Linked DNA regions of Mus musculus: region 2 is linked to region 1. A link is a contact called in public promoter capture Hi-C data. All regions are on one chromosome and are shown on one strand. Each heading gives the region's core, a stretch centred on a gene start, on an enhancer-like site or on the middle of the called end of the contact. The rest is flanking DNA. Distances are from core to core; before and after follow the strand shown. Region 1 holds the start of Siglecf (sialic acid binding Ig-like lectin F). Region 2 holds the start of Siglecg (sialic acid binding Ig-like lectin G).

Region 1 (6,313 bases), core at 1,471-3,970:
ATAAGAGAGACTCAGTTTCTTGAGCGGATGATAATGTGAATGAAAAATACAGCGACTTCACACATGACATCAGGAGGGTGGGTCTATTTGTTAAGAAAAGATATTGTTCCCGGAAATGTGAATAAGACAAAGTCCATGCTGTGCAGTTTGGCAGTTATGTATGGGAAATACAAATGATCCTCTGTTCTGGGATTTCCTTCCTTAGGAAAAAAAAAATTTGTAGACATGTTCACAAATGTAGAAAGTTTTCATGTAAGTCATTTATTGAATAAAAGGCAAGGACTGCCAGTGTTCTGTCAAGAGATGAGTGGGTAAATGCATTACCATAGCACTAGAAAACCATGGTGTCAGTCATATGTGTGAAGGAGGAAATCTCCAAGAAAACTAAGTTTAAGGAGGGAAAAATTAATTCAGTCCCTTGCCATTGACCGACACATGTATTGTGGCGGTGTGAGTTTGATTGTGGAGGAACTACAAGCATAAGTAAGAATTAGGTTTATAGGAAGGCACAAGAGCTGAGACTCTAGACAACCTCAAACACCTAGGGCAGGCTTTATTTAATCCCAGAGGGTTTCTTTGGGCTACACAGTGATCAGGGAACGGGACTCAGTGATCAGGGAACGGACTCAGAAACACAATGACCAGAGTTCAGTAGGGTGCAGGTTATATACTTCAAGCTGGGGGTTTTGTGGCTAAGGACAGGAAAGAGGAGCCGAATAAGGAAGTTAGCTGCTTTCCTTAGCCAAGCTGTTTTGAAACTGGGGAGGTCCTTGTCTCTTTTTGCACCCACTGGGTGTCTGGGGTTGAGATCAGTTGCTTTGCTTCCGTAATCTCCAGAGAGCTGGCTTCCTGTAACTTTGAGTTCAGTTTGGGGCCTGGCTTTTGAGGGGAGTTAATTTCTTTAGGAACCTCTTTTTAAAAAGTGTCTAGGGTTTAGCTCAGTGGTATAATTCCATCCTGTATAAATAAGTAAAAATTAAAGAATGAACTAAAAATGATAAAATTGCAAAGTGGTGTGTGAAGAAGATGTGTGTGTGTGTATGTGTGTGTGTGTGTGTGTGTGTGTGTGTGTGTGTGTGTGTGTATGTGTATGTGTGTGCATGTATATGGGTGTTTAAATGTGCATGCAAGGATATCTGTGTATGGTCAACCAAGACAGGAGTCATTAGATATCAAGAACTATTATTATTAAATTTTTATATCGGCAGAATTATATTTCACTACAATCCATATATTGGAACCCTGATAACTGATATAATGGGGAGACTGCAGTATATGAGTAAGGGGTGGGGGAATCCTGAGCTTCCTCCTGCCTGAGGTCCAGAATACCTGCTCATCTCCTGCAGAGGCAGTCCCTGTACCCATCCCAGGGAGGAGAAATTTGACTCTACCTGTGTCATCTCCCCAGGACACCCTGATGGTCATCTTCTGTGGAGCATCTGCATAGACACATATGGTTGTTTGCTTTCAGAGGAAAGATGGCTGCAGGTATTCCACCCCATTGGTCTTTTCTCCTCCCACAGTCTTAGCATTCAGGAACCATCACCCAGTTCTAACCCCTCCATCCCACACCCCTAATCTCCCCTCCCCAGAGACCCAGGTCTGGACACTCACAGATGACACTGAGCTGTTGAGTCCTCTCCACAGTAACACCAGTGCCAGGTAAGTTCACCTGGCAGGTGAGGTTGGTGCCATTGTCCTGAGGCCTGGGTGTGAGGTTCAGCTCTGAGGAGAGGGTGGTCCTGTGGCCCAGGGAAGTGAGGGCAGATGACATCCAGGAAAAGATGGGGGGTGTCCCCTGCTCACAGGCCCAGGGCACAGAACAGAGCAGTTTGGTAGAATTGCCAGACACCAGGGTAGATGTGACTTGGATGTTAGGGACCTCAGTCAGAGCTGGACAGAGAGAAATAGAGACACAAGATGTGCTGGGGATCACTATGTATGACCCTATTTCAAGCCAGGCTTCTCTCCCAACCAACCTCATTATGCGGTCTCCAGGGCACCCAAAGGCTTTTAGAACAAGGACCTCCACATATCCCCTCTTCACTTACCTATCACAAGCACAGAGAGCATTGACTTCTGAAAACTGTATTTCACAGAACCATCCAATCTGAAGAAGTACGTCCCTGTGTCGATTTTCTGTGCATCTCTGATGTCCAGGGAGCAATTATGACTATTTTCCTTCCCCATGAGATAGAATCGACCTTGAGCTTCCTTCAGTACTGATCGCTGTGGGTCATTTGTAGCCACTGGAGAGCCGCTGAATATATTGGCCCCCTCCCGGAACCAGTAGCCAAAGACAGGACCTTTGGAATTGGGGTACTGGACTTGGCAGGCTACAAAGACGCACAGGCCCTCCTGCACTGTCACTGAACCAGTCACTGAGAGCGAATAACCGTCCGTAGCCAGGCACCCTGCAAAGAAATGAGGGTTATCTTGGTCCTGTCCCACTAGCCCGGTCCCTGTTCCCACTCACCTGCCCACAGCAGGGGCAGCAGCCATGCCCACCGCATCACACAGTGAAAGGCTCTAGGTTCCTGTGGGTGGCCAGAGAAAGAAAACTTGATCAGTTTGAAGTGGATCCCTGGGGTGAGGGTCACAGGCTTCAATGTCACAGGACTGAGAAGTCGTCCTACTAACCTAGTCCAGGAATGAAGAGAGACAGAGTGACTGACCACAGAGAGGGAACTTTCCACCCACAGGTTATCAGCACTATCAAGGCCCTGGAAAGTAAACACTTCCACTTTTCATGTGTATCATCATGGGAGGCAAAGTCGATGAGGAAGACCCACCCTCCACTCCTGAACTGTAGCATTTGTTTCTCATTTGTTTGTATTAAGAAAGAGGTTAATGCACAGAGGGAACACAGACTGGACCTAGGTCCCCTACCCCATATGTAGCAGATCTGCAGCTTGATCTTCATGTGGGTTCCCCAACAACTGGAACCCTCCCTGAGTCTGTTGCCTGCGTGTGGATCCATTTTCATAACTGGGCCTCCTAGTCTGGCCTCAGTGGAAGAGGATGCACCCAGTCCTGCAGTGACTTGATGCACTGTGTGTGTGTGAGGTGCTGGGGGGCGGAGGATAGTGGTGGTAGGGGTGTGGTATGATACCCAGAGGTCTCTCCTTTCTCAGAGGAGAAGGGAGGATGGGGGAAGAGTCTGTGTGAGTGGGTACAGTGGGTACTGGGAGGAGAGCGGGGCTGATATTGGGATGTAAAATGAATGAATAAATAATTTTTTTAAAAAAGGAAAAGGTTGATGATCAGGGACATGGCTCAGCAGGTAAAGACATTGGCCAGCCACTCACATTGTGGAAAGAATGAACTAACTCTCAAAAGTTGCCCTTTGACCCCCTACTACTGCTTGGTGGCACACTCAAACCGTGGTGGGCAGAGAGAGAGGGGGGGGGGGAATTCAAAATTCAATAGTTGTTTAATGTATAAAGAAGAGGAGGAGACTGGAACTCTAATTGCCTAAATAACTTTTCTGTTGCTGTTATAGAATATCCAGATAAAAGCAACTTAAAAACAAAAATAGTTTCTGTTGGCTCAGAGTTGGAGGTTGCAATCCATTGTGATGGTGAAGGCATGGCTACAGGAGTGTACAGTGGTTGGCCATACTTCACCTTCAGTCAGGAAGCAGAGTGAGAAGTGACGGACTATTCTCAGGTCACTGTATAGTCTAGGATCCTAACCTATGAAACCAGAAGTGGGTGGGTTTCCTCACTTCAGTTAATCTAATCATGATAATCACCCAAGGCATGCTGAGGGCCCATGTCCCAGGCGAGTCTGGACCTCAAGTTTCCAATAGAGGTTAACCACCAGAGACACAGACTTACACAGGGCATCCACAGGAAGACATGGGGCGAAGACTCCCTGTCTTAGTCAGGGTTTCTATTCCCGCACAAACATCATGCCCAAGAAGCAAGTTGGGAAGGAAAGAGTTTATTTGGCATACACTTCCATACTGCTGTTCATCACCAAGGAAGTCAGGGCTGGAACTCAAGCAGGTCAGAAAGCAGGAGCTGATGAGTAGGCCATGGAGGGATGTTCCTTACTGGCTTGCTTCCCCTGGCTTGCTCAGCCTGCTCTCTTATAGAATCAAGACTACCAGCCCAGAAATGGCACCACCCACAAGGGGCCCTTCCCCCTTGACCACTAATTGAGGAAATGCCTTACAGTTGGATCTCATGGAGGCATTTCCTCAACTGAAGCTCCTTTCTCTGTGATAACTCCAGCTGCGTCAAGTTGACACAAAACTAGCCAGTACACTCCCTCTGCAGGCCAAAGAAAGAGGTGTCAGAGGACTCTCTGTTGTAAAGAGGTTGACCTAGAGCTTCCAGACTCAGTACTGAGGAAAAATAAACACGTTGAAGCTGCTGTGTGTGTGTGTGTGTGTGTGTGTGTGTTCGCGCACACACGTGTGTTTGTTTGTGTGCATGTGCATACATGTGTTTGCATGTGTGTGTGTATGTATGTATTGGGGTTCTCTAAAGGAACAGGACTGTTTGAATCTGATACTATGTGGGTAGTCTAAATAATGGTTGCCTCACATTAGAGACCAAGCTTGCTAGTTCACAGGCTGATGTCTCAGCAGCCTCAGTCTGGTGTTGAATGTCTGGTCTTCGGTCTCTGCTTGAAGCTTAAAGAAACTGGTTCGAAGGTCAGGGAAAGATGAAGCAGTAGCATGATGCTGTTGGGAGGGCTCCTGTTCCACGCAGGAGATGGGTGAGCCCATGACCTCACATCACTGCCTTGTACAGTGAGGGTCTCAGATAGGTTTTGAAGACTCTTCTCCTGGTAAAGGGTGTGTGTGACAGGGATGCAGATGCCCCTCTTCTATCTTGTCCCTTAATCTCAAATCCCAAAACAGCTGGCCTTTTCAACACATCCTTCAGCCTGTTTTATTCTGCCTCTTGCATTCTTTCTGAGGCATTCTTACTTAAAGAAAGGAGGAGGTGGTGAGTCAATGCCATCTTCTCTAGACCAGAAGTCTGCCAGTTACCCCACTATGTCCTGACTAGTAGCTGGAGAAATGTACCCAAGATCCCTCTAAAACAAACAGATCCCTGGTCCTTTCTCACCAAGCAAGGATGGACTGTGGGCATCAGTGGTTTCAAAATAACAACCGGCCGTTGTATTTATCATCTTAGCCACTGCCATGAAGGCTTTGAATGCTGGCACGATCATGATCCCATCATAACTTGATGCTACTTGAGAATTTGAAGCCATTTCTGCTCAATCTGATTTTTATTACTTTAATATATTTTTCAAATGGTTTCTGTTGTCTACAACCTATACTCAGATATTTGCTTTTAAGGAAAAAATATTTTTATTTAAGTCTGTATGTGGGTGGGCATGCGTTTATGTGTACCATACGTGTCTGGTACTTGTAGAGGCCAGTAAAGGACACCAGATTTCCCAGAACTGGAGTTATAGGCAGTTGTAAGTCACTTGGTCTTGGTACTGGGAACTGAACTCAGGACCTGTTCAAGAGTAGCAAGTGCTCTTAATCTCTGAACCATCTTTCTCCAATGCTCAGCCATCCCACAAGATTTTCTCCCCAGACCTGCTGGTGTCAAGATCAGCTTGGTCGGCTCACTTGAATCCCAGCATCATCCCCTACCCCAAGCCCACCAGCACCTCCTGCACCTGTCAGCATCTGAAACATTCACTCTCCTCTTTCACTTCTCATCACTGTTTGGTTTTGGACCCCAGGACAAGGGACTGGGGTGCATAATTTACACATCAAAACAGATCTGGCCTCCAGGTTCTCCCAGCATCCCTCAGTCCCTACTTGGCACACCCTGCCCTCAATCCTGAACTTTCCAGCCCCAGGCTGGGCTGCTCATATCTCAGAGGCTCCGCCCTATAGAATCTGGACATTTTGGTCTCTCCTCCTCCTCCTCTTCTTCCTCCCCCTCCTCTTCCTCCTCCTCCTCCTCCTCTTCTTTCTCCTCCTCCTCCTCTTTTTTCTCCTCCTTCCCCCCTCCTCCTCTTCTTTCTCCTCCCCCTCTCCCTCCCTCCTCCTCCCCCTCCCCCTCCCTCCCTCCTCCTCCTCCCTCCTCCTCCCCCTCTCCCCTCTCTCCTCCTCCTCCTCCCCGTCCTTCCCCTTCTCCTCCTCCTCCCCCTCCTTCCCCTCCTCCTCCTCCTTCTCTCTGTGACCATGAATATGCCCTTTCTTTTCCCCTTTCCTGCTCCCCTCTCCGTAGTGTCTTCCCTGCCCTCAGTCCTTGGGGCCAGTGAACTCACTCAAGAGCAGCTTCCCAATAAATCTGCATTTAATATAATCTAATCTGGCTTGAATTGGCTC
Region 2 (6,715 bases), core at 3,421-5,920, 57 kb before region 1:
TAAAGGAAGCAAAGTAAGCTAAGTGCTGGAGAGAGTTCCTCCAACTTGGGAACAGAAGATGTGAAGACTCAGAGGGAGCCAGGATTTGGACTTAATCTAGGATGCTTTTTTTTTTTTTTTTGCACCTTTGTATCTCTAAAGCATGGGTATCAGAGGGCTAGGGAAGGGATATGTGCAGAATTAGCAAGGCAATGTTAGTTTGGAAGTACAGTTGGCAACTCACCAGGGACCTGGTCTTGGGGACCACATTGATGTAGTCCAGGATCGTGCTGCCCCGGGAGAGCTTGGGCCTGGAGGGTTCCTCCTGGGTTCCTTTCTTCTGGAGGGTCTTCACGCTGAGGGAATAATCGCCACCTTGCTAATACTGTTCCACCTGCCCTCTCCCAGGAGGTGCATATCCCAGCCCCCTTATTAGCTTCTTCCAACTCACATGACCACGATGAGGCACAGGGCAAGGAGGGCTGTGATGCCAAAGCCCAAAACTGCTCCCTTGGAGAATGCTGTGGCACTGTCTTTATCTGAAAAGGAATGGGCATATCCTATGTGTGTGCGGTCTTATTTTCTACTGCACACTGCGCCTAAGCTTCTTCCCGTTTCCCTCTAGAAAACATGACTGCATTCTGGGCCGGAAATCCTGCCTTCCCTTCTGCTCCTCTTCACACCGACCTAGGCCATGGCCCTTACCCTCCCAGACTTCGCTCTAACCACAGAGCCCTACCTCCTGCCCTACCAAGCCCCTCCATAGCGAATCTTAGTCCCAAAAGGGGTCCTTTACCAGGTAGCAGCAGGACAGAGGTGGTCTGGGCTCCATGGGTGTTCCAGGACTCACAGCTGAGCCAGAGGCTGGGCCCCAGCTCCTGAAGGAGGCTCAGGGAGCTGTTGACCCAGGGTCCAAGTGAGCTGAAAGTGACTGTGAAGGAGGCATTGCTGCTGTTCCCCTCCAGCAGCCCCTCCCCCAGCCGCCAGCGCAGGGAGGGGGCAGGCCAGGCTCTGGAGGAGCAGTTGCAGTGCAGACCCTTGGCCTCCCAGGAGCAGGAGGGGCTGGACATCTGGGGCGGGTCTGTGGAGGAGGAGAATGGTCAGCAGCTGGGCCCTCATCACAGATCCCCAGTGTCCCTTTGCCTACTCACAGTGCACAGAGAGGCTCAGAGAGATGCGCTGGGCACCCAGTGGGTTCTGTGCAGCACAGGTGAATTCTCCTTCATGTTCTCTCTGGACCAGAGGCAGCTCCAGGACCCCAGGCTCTGAAGACTGGATTGGGATCAGGGTCTGTGTCACCCAAGCCCAACTCACATTGGCTGGGGGATTGCTATAGGTGACACAGACTAGGCACAGGCTTTGGCCCTCCAGGACTGGGAGGGAGATGGCATTCCTGAGGATTTCCAACACTGGGGGAGAACAGAAGGCAGAGTTGCCAGGTGGCCCATCAACTGGGATGCCTCCCATTCCCCACGCAGATGCCCAGCTTCCTCTGTCCATCGTTTCTACCTGTCCTGTTTGCTTGGGAAACAGTCACTCTCAGGTCCTGTGGGGGGTCTGCAATGAAGACAGGGAACTGGCTCCAGACAGGCCAGGGCCTTCTCCCTGGGCAGAACATCCCTCCCAGGGATGGAAGCTGTGGGTGGGTGGGTGCATCACTCATTGGGTCCCCAACACAAGCTGCACAGTAATCTGACTGTTTATAGCCTGATGTTACTCCTTTGTCCTTCTTGGGACCAGGAACCTTTGGTAGATCATACTCACACAGCACAGAGAGGTCCAGGGTATGTTGCTGGGAGCCCAGCCTATTCTCTGCTTGGCAAGTGTAGTGTCCAGAGTCCCCAGCTTTCACCCAGGGCAGCTCTAGTGCCAGGGTTCTCGACCCCACAGGGCTAGACCAAGAAAGGACTTGGTCCTCTAGGACCCAGCTCAGTGTAGCAGGGGGCTGGCTGTCAGCAGTACAGAGGAGGCGAAGAGACTGGCCTTGCTGAACTTCCAGATGTGAAGGATTCTCATGCAAGTCTGGGACTAGAGAGACACACACCGCAGAGAGAGGATGAGATGGACAGTGATAGAGAGAAAAGAATGAAGAGAGAAACAGACAAAAATGAGACAGAGAAACAGAGGAAGGATGAAGGTAGAGAGAGAGAGAGATGGTTATAGACATAGAGATAGACACAAAGACGGAGACAGACAGACAGACAAATACATACACACAGAGACAGACAGACAGAGGCATAAAGATAGATAAAGAGGGGCAGAGAGACAGACATAAGGAAAGGGAGAGGGAGCAAGATGGAGGGTAGGGAGAAGCAGTAAAAAGAGTTCCAACCTGCCCCTTCCCCCCTCCCCAGACTTTTCATTTCCCAAAAAGGAATGGACCGGCCCTATAAGACCCCAGGAGACCAACGTACCTGATACATTGTCATGGAAAATGCTGATAGCAAGAGATCTGGGGGCATCTGGGAGAAGATTTGTGAGCCAACTTCAGAGGGGAATGCTTTGTTCCTCATGAGAAGTCCCTCAGGGAAAGAAAAGCACCACTATCCCAGAGAAGGCACGAGACCAACCAGAAATGAAGCAACCATCGCCTCTCAGGGTACAGGCACACCCGGGATGGTGTGCCCTCCTCCGCTTGATTTTGAATGTATGTGGTGGACATGCCATGTGTGTATGGATGCACACATGTGCACATAAGTGTGTGGGGGAGCCAGGTACCTTCCTGAATCACTGTCTACATTGTTTAAGGAGGCAGGGTCTTTCATTGAACTCAGAGCTTGCTAATTGGGTAGCCAGTCTAGCTAGCTCACTTGCCTTGGGGATCACTTGTCTCTGTCTCCCAAAGTGATGAGGTTACCAGTGGGGCTACCATGCCTGACTCGCTTTTATGCATGCTCTGAGGGTTCAAATCCCATTCTCCACACTCGTGTGTCAAACTCTTTTTTTTTTTTTTTTTTTTTTTTTTTTTGAGACAGGGTTTCTCTGTGTAGCCCTGGCTGACCTGGCACTCACTCTGTAGACCAGGATGGCCTCAAACTCAGAAATTCGCCTGCCTCTTCCTCCCAAGTGCTGGGACTAAAGGTGTGCACCACCGCGCCTGGCTGTGTGTCAAACTCTTTATCAGCCTACTCATCTCCCCAGCAACCTTTGCTCCATTTATACAAGATCATGGATTCTATCATGTATATATGTTACATAGCCAAGGATAACCTCGAACTCCTGATCGTCTTGCTTCTCTCCCTCCTAAGGGTTGGAGTATAGATGTGCAACCACCACCTCCCGTATATGTGCTGCTGAGGATGGAACCCAGGGCCTCGTGCATGCTGGGCAAGCACTCTACCAACTAAATGACATCCCCACCACACCTCCGTGAACCCTCCTGAGCATGGAGTTGGGGAATTCTCTACCTCCTACCACCAGGACAGCCCAAAGCACCATACCATACTCACAGGCCACTCTTAGTCGGACAGTCCTTTGTGTGCTCATTCTAGAGAAGTCCAGCTGACATGTGAGCTCAGTATCATGGTGTTGAAGTCCTGGGATAAAGCTCAGAACTGAGTAATTGGATGTGTGCGGTCTGCTTTCTTGGAAGGAGACAGCATCCCCCATCCAGGAGAAAGAAGGAGCTGGGCATTGGTTGAAGGTCCAGGAAAACAAGCAGACAACGGTCACTGGCTCCCCAGGCTCCAGGACCTCAGGAATGAAGATATCTGGCTTCTGAGTCAGGGCTAAGGGAGAGGATACCAATCCTGTGACTCCAGCGGCTCCTCCCAGAAGTAGTCTTCTTTGCATCACAGTTTATCTTCCACTGTCCCTCCCCCAGTGAGAGACCAAGGTTCCCTGCTATGTCTACAACTCTTACCTTCCACTTGTAGCCTGAACTCCTCCTTGAAACTGAATCTCTCAAATCCTCTCTCCATCCGGAAGAAATAGTTTGTTGAGTCTCCCCACTGAACATCTTTGATTAGCAAGGAACAGTTCTTTTTAGAGATATCCCCCAAGAGCTGGAAGCGCCCTCGGGCTTCCCATTCTAACACTTTATCTTTGTTATTTGTGGCCACTGGAAATGAAAGTGATGGTTTTCTGATGCCTTTGAACCAGTAGCCATAAAGTGGGGAACGGTTAAGCCATTTTCCCTCAGGGGAGGAGAAGGAGCAGGGCACGAAGATGCACAGACCCTCCTGTGCCTTCACAATTCTCTGCACCTGTAGGAAGTAGCTCTCCATCTGACCTTGAGGCCCTGTCGGAGACAGAGGCATAAGCTTTAGCCCCAGCCCCAGCCCCAGCCCCAGCCCCAGCCCCAGCCCCAGCCCCAGCCCCAGCCCCAGCCCCAGCCCCAATTTGAGCCACTCTGGCCTTGGACCCACTCACCATCCAACAGGAAGGACAGCAGGAACAGCAGCAGTGACATCGTGGCCTTAGGGGGATCTTGGACTTGCACAAGTTGGCCTCCTTCTCAGCTGGTCTGTGTTTGATTGGAGTGAGAGAGGAGGGGAAATGTAGGCGGAAGCTGAGCCCTGGGTACCGGTGCAAGACAAACTGCAAGTTTCGAGCCCATTGCATCTCCCTTTCCCTCCACTCCCTTCTCCCCCATACCCACCTGCCTACTCCATGTTTTATGGAGCATTTGGCCCTTGGACATTTGCAACTGATCCTTCCCAGCCCTCTCTAGTGGCTGGGAGGGAGGGAACAGAGCTATGCCTGGCCTGGGGACCTTGCTGTGGGTGAATATAGGTTGGGGCTTTTCTTTAGATGCTAGGTCAGTAAGAAAGCAGAAGTAAGAGTTTTGGGTGGTGCTTCTTGAAGTGAGTCCTGGTGAGTGCAGGAGAGCGAGACCTCCTGGCTGATGTTCAAATTTAAAAACAAATAGGTAGTCACTATATTTCTTGGTATGAAATGTCTCAAATACTTTGTGAGTACTATTTACACTTAGAAGAGGAGGAAGAAGAGGGGGGAAAGAAAAGGAGGAGGAAAAGATGAAAAAGCTTGGTTTGTATGATGTTCAAATGTAACTGGATATTTCTCACTATGCTTTTTTTTTTTCTTTGCTTCATGCTAAATCAGAAAAATATAGACTGGTCTTCTACCCCTTCATCCTCCCTTGTGAGCTACTGACACTTTGAACTCTAAAAGTACCCACAGGCTTCAATACAATTCAACACAGTTCCCCGCTTGTCCTTCCTCTTCAGTCAGAGAACTGAATTTCCCACTTGTAATTTATGCGTTGATGAGGTTTCCCATATCTGGGGCTGACGATGTTACTAGGAACCAAGCAACCTAAAGGGTGCAAGGTGTGTATGTGTGTGTGTCTGTCTGTCTGTGTGTGTCTGTGTGTATGTGTCTGTGTGTCTGTGTGTGTGTCTGTCTGTCTGTGTGTGTCTGTGTGTATGTGTCTGTGTGTCTGTCTGTGTGTATGTGTCTGTGTGTCTGTCTGTCTGTGTGTGTCTGTGTGTATGTGTCTGTGTGTATGTGTGTGTGTGTGTCTGTCTGTCTGTGTCTGTGTGTATGTGTCTGTGTGTATGTGTCTGTGTGTATGTGTCTGTGTGTATGTGTCTGTGTGTCTGTGTGTCTGTGTGTATGTGTCTGTGTGTATGTGTCTGTGTGTCTGTGTGTATGTGTCTGTGTGTCTGTCTGTGTGTGTCTGTGTGTATGTGTCTGTGTGTCTGTGTGTATGTGTCTGTGTGTCTGTCTGTGTGTGTCTGTGTGTATGTGTCTGTGTGTCTGTGTGTCTGTGTGTCTGTGTGTGTGTCTGTGTGTGTGTGTCTGTGTGTACGTGTCTGTGTCTGTATGTGTATGTGTGTGTGTCTGTGTGTACGTGTCTGTATGTGTGTCTGTATGTGTGTCTGTGTGTGTGTCTGTGTGTGTCTGTATGTGTCTGTGTGTGTCTGTATGTGTATGTGTGTGTCTGTATGTGTATGTGTGTGTGTGTGTGTGTGTGTCTGTCTGTCTGTGGGTGTGTCTGTGTGTCTGTCTTCAAGTTTCCCACAGGCTCCTGTGTTTGAAGCTTGACTCACTGTGGTGCTTCTTTTTTTTTTTTTTTTTTTGGTTTTTTTGAGACAGGGTTTCTCTGTATAGCCCTAGCTGTCCTGGAGCTCACTTTGTAGACCAGGCTGGCCTCGAACTCAGAAATCCGCCTGTCTCTGCCTCCCAAGTGCTGGGATTAAAGGCGTGCGCCACCACAAGCTCATAGAACCTTTGGTTTGGGAGTGAAAGTTAACAGAGGTGGGTCACTGTATGTGTGTGGGGAGACCTCTGAGGGCTAACACTCTGCCCTGACTCCTTCCCACCCCTTGAGTTATGGCCAGCTGCCTCATGCTCTCAACATAGAAAGAAGCCAGTTGGTCTCCATACCATGCTTTTCTTATCGTAGTGGACTGTACTCTCTGACCTGTGAGTCAAAATGCTTCCGCCTTCAGGATCTGCTTACAGCAACATCTTCTCCAAGATGCTGCCCTCTTAACTGCTCTTTTTTTACTTTTACTTGTCGTGTGTGTGTGTGTGTGTGTGTGTGTGTGTGTGTGTGTGTTCGTGCATATAAGTGTAGCTGCCCTTGGAAGCCAGATGTGTTGGATCCTCTGGAGCTGTAGTTACAGGCAGTTGCGAGGTGCCTGGGAACTAAATTCTAGAACACTATGAGCTTTTAACCTCTGAGCCATCTCTCTAGCTTCCCTTACTTGTCAGTCCCAAAATGACTCTTTGAGTCATGCCAAAACTTGTGCTCATTATCTGCCTCTAT

The links. Promoter capture Hi-C pulls out the DNA fragments that hold promoters and counts their contacts.
Region 2: a contact with region 1 is called in a promoter capture Hi-C map of macrophages, with 9 read pairs. The contact joins the promoter of Siglecg here to the promoter of Siglecf in region 1. A contact is called at or near these places in 7 of 39 promoter capture datasets (the C10 cell line, the HPC-7 cell line, HPC-7-derived erythroid cells and 5 more), 3 of 15 datasets of contacts at CTCF or cohesin (CD8 T cells, the NIH/3T3 cell line and pro-B cells), 12 of 484 Hi-C or Micro-C datasets (the C10 cell line, ECoMG-derived neutrophils, the HPC-5 cell line and 9 more), 6 of 115 datasets of contacts at active chromatin or transcription factors (CD8 T cells, the HPC-7 cell line, effector CD8 T cells and 3 more) and 4 of 9 other capture datasets (adipose tissue, bone marrow-derived macrophages, liver and 1 more).

Annotation. Positions count from the first base shown.
Region 1 is chr7:43,347,748-43,354,060 of GRCm38.p6, reverse strand. It overlaps Siglecf (sialic acid binding Ig-like lectin F), which reads right to left and starts at 2,720. Exons shown (of 10, transcript NM_145581.2): 1 at 2,641-2,720; 2 at 2,477-2,537; 3 at 2,052-2,414; 4 at 1,615-1,893; 5 at 1,392-1,439. The coding sequence starts at 2,513.
Region 2 is chr7:43,406,235-43,412,949 of GRCm38.p6, reverse strand. It overlaps Siglecg (sialic acid binding Ig-like lectin G), which reads right to left and starts at 4,670. Exons shown (of 12, transcript NM_172900.3): 1 at 4,580-4,670; 2 at 4,351-4,444; 3 at 3,842-4,219; 4 at 3,429-3,707; 5 at 2,394-2,441; 6 at 1,744-2,007; 7 at 1,489-1,536; 8 at 1,131-1,388; 9 at 776-1,060; 10 at 431-518; 11 at 224-335. The coding sequence starts at 4,390.